Regions from separate parts of the Bos taurus genome. Here region 1 is linked to region 2. The links are chromatin contacts, called in public Hi-C maps. All regions are on one chromosome and are shown on one strand. The core of a region is the stretch at or near the end of the contact, and the rest is flanking DNA. Distances in the headings are between cores, read along the strand shown.

The links. A called contact is a pair of places that touch in the nucleus more often than the background predicts.
Region 1: a Hi-C map of liver shows a contact between it and region 2, with 4 times the contacts expected there. The contact joins the promoter of LOC101907965 here to the enhancer-like site in region 2. A contact is called at or near these places in 4 of 11 Hi-C or Micro-C datasets (liver, skeletal muscle, skin fibroblasts and 1 more).

The regions. Positions count from the first base shown.
Region 1 is chr22:22,003,763-22,006,462 of ARS-UCD2.0, reverse strand. It overlaps LOC101907965 (26S proteasome complex subunit SEM1), which reads left to right and starts at 1,417. Exons shown (of 1, transcript XM_010817627.4): 1 at 1,417-1,890. The coding sequence starts at 1,515. The coding sequence ends at 1,727.
Region 2 is chr22:21,738,366-21,741,065 of ARS-UCD2.0, reverse strand. The region is part of intron 5 of ITPR1 (inositol 1,4,5-trisphosphate receptor type 1); the gene reads left to right. Among named protein-coding and RNA genes, the nearest start is that of MIR2285AM, 67 kb to the left of the region's middle. Within about 2 kb of position 1,300, at least 8 of the 102 cell types and tissues checked have an H3K27ac peak or open chromatin away from gene starts, as enhancers often do. A contact at or near this core is called in liver, where this site is marked.

The sequences.
Region 1 (2,700 bases), core at 168-2,667, 270 kb before region 2:
AGAATTTAAAATAACCATAAGCTCTGATACAGGAGTTAAGACTCCTAGGAAATTATCCTACAGAATCTATCTGCACAAACTGGCAGAGATATAAGTAGGCACAAATAGTTTTATTGGAACATTTTTTAACAATAGAAACTGAAAATAATCCAAATATTCATCAATAAGGAATGCTTAAATAAAGTCAGCTATTTAAAAAGAGCTAGACCTATATAGTACTTTCATGGGGCATGCAAAACATGTAAAATGAATAGCATTATAATATGACTCCATTTTGTTTCATAAAAACCAAATATAAGTTGAATACATTTTGTATGATTTCTGTGTGCCTCTATGTACCAGGTTGGCCAAAAAGTTTGGTTGGGTATTTTCAAAAACCTGACTAAACTTTTTGGCCAACCTAATACATATTGATGATCATCTGTACTCAATGTCTACCAACAGACATATGTATAATATGTGTTTGTAAATGCATACAAAAAGTCTGGAAAGATACACTTACTGTTCATAATAGTTACCTCCTAGCACAGATTTGAGAGAAGACCAGAATTCACAGAATGAAGGACACTTTGCATGTTTTTCAGAGTCTCTAGTTTTACCCGATGCATTTTATTGCTGTTATAATTTTTTTAAAAAAAAGGTTTTTCTAATGGAACTTGATGGACTTATTAATAAGATACTTACTAATAAAGGCAGTAGAAATTCGGAAACTAATCAGAGTAATAAGATGAGAGATCATTCTAAAACCCCTCCTCCCTTCCAAAGGTTCTCGTCTCCACGAGCTCTTTAAAAAGCACGAGACTGGAGAGGACAAATATTTCCGATAAATTTTTCCTATGGAATAAATATTTGCACATTCTTCTTTATCTTTTCCCACTTGCCTCCCCAAATCCACAGTACCCCTCAATGAAAGGTTCTCCAACTTTAGGGATCATTTGTACAAAAACAGCAAAACCCAAAACCAATGTGGCCACTAGAGGGGGAACATTACATATAAAACCAGTTCAAGTTGCCATGGATGGAGGTACCAGGGCTGGCTCCAAAAGAGACCAACGCTAACAGCCCAGAAGCAGTATCAACATGATTCACCCCTTGGCTTGCCTAATATATCCTGGAGCAAGAGTTTGTTAATAAATACAAAACTACAAATGTGAATGTGGTTTCCACATTAATGAGGTTTTTTTTTTTTTTCCTCCCCACCAAACTGAGTATTTACAAATGTTCTGGAACAGAAGAAAATTCTAAGTTTGAAGCTGTCCTGAAACCACGTCTTAAGAAACAATACCCAGTTTTCAGTCCCTTGGCAGAGTTAGGGGTAGAGAGTAAGAAACTTGTCACAAAGACCAGGGAATTGACTCTTATCAAGGAAGTCCTCCCATATGCTTTTTCAGAGCGCTATTTAACAAGCACGGTGCAAGCATAGAGGCGGCAACGGCGGAGGTGGCTGCGGTGAGGAAGAACGAGGGCTCGAACTTTCTTACTGGCCTGAGAGCTTTAGGGCTCCTGGGGTCACGATGTCAGAGAAAAAACAGCCGGTAGACTTGGGTCTCCTGGAGGAGGACGACGAGTTCGAGGAGTTCCCTGCGGAAGACTGGGCTGGTTTAGATGAAGATGAAGATGCACATGTCTGGGAGGATAATTGGGATGATGACAACGTAGAGGATGACTTCTCCAATCAGTTAAGAGCTGAACTAGAGAAACATGGGTATAAGATGGAGACTTCATAGCATCCAGAAGAAGTGTTGAAGCAACCTACACCTGAACTGTTTACTAAATTCTAGAACAGAGAACCCAGGCTGGGATACCTACAAATGTTTATTTCATTACCTGCTTTGATTTATCTTTGTTTTTGTAATGCAAAAAAATAAATGTTTTGATCTAAAAAAAAATAAAAAATAAAAAGAAAGCACGGTGCAGGACCCTTTTCCTTTTGCTCTTCACACATGATCTCAGTCGTCTTATCAGCTGTAATTTTTTCATAAATTTGAGCTTGGTATGAATGAGCTGATAATGCACCCTTTGATCTTCATTATTTCCAGCAGAAGAATGTTTCCCATACTCAGCCTTCTCCTACCTTACCCCTAAAAATTCGCTTCTTTATGGTAAGATAATCACTTTGTAAAAACAAGCAACACACTTTAGGAAAGAAAAGGATGTTAAGAAAAACATGTAGTCCTAACCTTGGAAGTCTCATTGCTGTATTGAAAATGATGTAAAGCCAGTAAAGATTTGCAAGCAGATCACCCTATACTGGGGCTTTCCTGGTAGCTCAGCTGGTAAAGAATCCACCTGCAATGTGGGAGACCTGGGTTTGATCTCTAGGTTGGAAAGATCCCCTGGAAGAGGGCAAGGCAACCCAGTTCAATATTCTTGCCTGGAGAATCCCCATGCAGAGAGGAGCCTGGCAGGCTACAGTCTATGGGGTTGCAGAGTCCGACGTGCCTAAGCACAGCACAGCACCCTACACTGATGGTTTTAACACTCCTGCCTTAATTCTACCTTTTCTAAAAGTATTTCCATTTAATTTTCAAAATCTGAAAAACTGGTTAAGGAACTCATATCAAGCAACCAGTAGGGGAACAATTTAAACTGAGACAGTCTGGCTCCAGGGTCATTCCTAACTACTGTCATTTTTAACTACTAAGCCATTTCCTTCCTCGATCTTTGCCTTTTTTTCTCCTTGAGGCTACCTTTCGCCCC
Region 2 (2,700 bases), core at 51-2,550:
ATCGTGTTGAATGGGTAGAAAGGGTTGCTCAATTCTGTACATCTCTCAGGAGAGCTATTTAGCACGCACGCCTGTGGGTTTATCGTGGTGGAGGCAATGCATGTGTTTAACGGTCCTGGCTCCCCTTTTCTCTAATAATAATGATTATGTTCAGTGAGTTCTTGCTGTTGTTTAGTTGCTAAGTTGCATCCGACTCTTTGTGACCCCATGGACTGCAGCATGCCAGGCTCCTCTCTCCATGGAATTGGATACCCATTTCCTTCTCCAGGGTATCTTCCCAACCCAGGGATAGAACCTGCGTCTCCTTCGTTGGCAGGCAGAGTCTTTACCACTGAGCCATCAGGGAAGCCTGAGATCTTCTTAGTACATCTCAAACTGTTTCTTCTCCTACACTATTTACAGCAAGGGTTGTAAATTGAGGTTCCTCGTGGCCAAGCAGGAAACCAGTTGGAACAAAGGGGTCTTGGTGGGCCAGCTTGCTCAGTGGCTCATGCCTGTGTGCAGGTCTGGGGACACCTCCACCTTCCAGCTGCTGCTGCATGGGAGGGTGGGCCTAGAGCTGCCATCACATATCAAGAGAAACTAAGGACCCATGCTTTGCTGTGTTATCTTTCAATTTTTTAAAACTATTGGCAGCTAACGCCATTAAAGTTTAAAACACACACTCAACACCAACACCAGAATGGCTCAGGCAGGGTAAGGTTCTTGGTCACCCATTCGCAGCCTGTGATACACATGTCATTTCATCAGCAGTTCCTTTTCATGCTCCTTCCCACAAATGAACGCTGAAAAAAGCCACACAGTTGAAAACTGCAATCCTAAAGGTGACCGAGAACTTTGAACTCCTTACTAAAACAAACAACAAATGTTCTCTTTCATGCTGTTCTTGCTTTAAATAGATTTTAAAAGGAAACCAGCGCTGTCCCCTGATTTAGGATTACTGACATGACTTTTGGGTCTTAGTTACTCTGTGCAGTTCCTACTTTCCTTGCTTAGTTGGACATCTTTTTTCCCCCTCGTGTCTGAAAGTCATTCACATGCTCTAGTGTCGTCATTAAAATGCTGTATTTTGGGAAGCCGCTTGCCTTTGGGGGTGGATGACTGGTCTCCAGGGGGTTTTCATTTTTATTTTTGTCAACTACTGTGGAGCACCCCAATCAAAGGTCAGATTATTTTAAATTAATGCCATTTAAGGAATTAGTTGTCTAGACCACTTTGACTTCCTTTTGCCTAGGCTGTGCAACATGCCGCCAGCTCTCTGAAGGACAGTGACATCTAGTGGCTGGTCGCTGTACGTGTCTGTTCTTTCAGAGAGAACTGGATGCTAACCCCGCTGGTCATAATTTCCCAAGATGTTGGCAGAATGAGGTTCCCCTACCCTTAGCCAATCATGTAATTTGTTCTTCGGGCATTGACTGCATTTCCTGACAGCGTTTCTGTCTGTTACCTTGAAATAGCACCTACATTGTTTTGGTTCTGAGAAATGATCTGTTACTTTAAGCTGGGAAGAACCAGAGGAGTGATGAGTCTTTATTGTCTTCTGAAGCCTGGGTCCTGCGTTGCTTATTTTCAGAGGCCTTAATTCAATATCATGTTATGTAATTCAGAGTTTTTTGACCTTAAATAACTTTTCCCCACTGCTCCAGTGACCTCTCTGTGGTAATGTAATAATGGTTTCTCTATTTCTGAAATAAAATAGCAGGTGACTGTGATGGGATTGGCCTTGATGTTGCTTAGGGAAACACAGTAATGCCCATGGTGACAGTGGTGGTAGAGAGCATAGCATGGAGTGCCATTTCTTCTTTAGAAATTCGGAACTGTCCTCAAGTCATTGTGCAAGGAAAAGAGCAACAGGTACTTGATTTATTGGGATTCTTAAATATTGAAAAGGTAGCACATTTAAGGTGGCTGTTTGTTTACTTTTATTGTTAAATTAATTTTTACTGGAGTGTAGTTGCTTTACAATGTTGTGATAGTTGCTACTGTACAGCAAGGTGAAGCAGCTATAGGTTTTCATATATCCCCTCTTTTTTGGATTTCCTTCCCATTTAGGTCACCACAGAGCACTGAGTAGAGATCCCCGTGCTGTACAGCAGGTCCTCATTAGTTATCTATTTTATACTCAGTAGTCTATATATGTCAGGCCCACTCTCCCAATTCATCCCACTCTGCCTCCCCACCCTTAGCATCCATATGTTTGTTCTCTACGTCTGTGTCTCTATTTCTGTTTTGCTCATAAAGCTTTTTAAAAACCCAGGCTTCTTGCCATGGAGATAGGATGAAGATGCTTCTGAAAAAATGACATGTGAGTATTGTAAGAAGTGAATTTCAAAAACACATGAGTAAGAAAAGGGAAAAAAAATGGTATGCTCTCTAAATCTAAATTACCTCAAAGATAATCTTGGTTTTATATTTGGTGTGTGTCCCAGTTTCCAACCCCCTATTATTCCTGTATCTCTGTATGTTAAAGTATTAATAGGGGCATGCCGTCTCACTTGTCTTTCTTTACCTGCTTATTTCCCCACTTACTATGTCATGAATAAACAAGTAGTTCTGTATTTTTCATGGCTACTTGATAACCCCATGGTATAGCAGTACTGTAATTTTAGATAGGCAATCCCTATGGAGTGCAGAAATACTTAGGATCCTGACAGTTTTTTTCCATTCTGGGGCGGGAGGCGGGGGGCAGGCAGTGGTTAT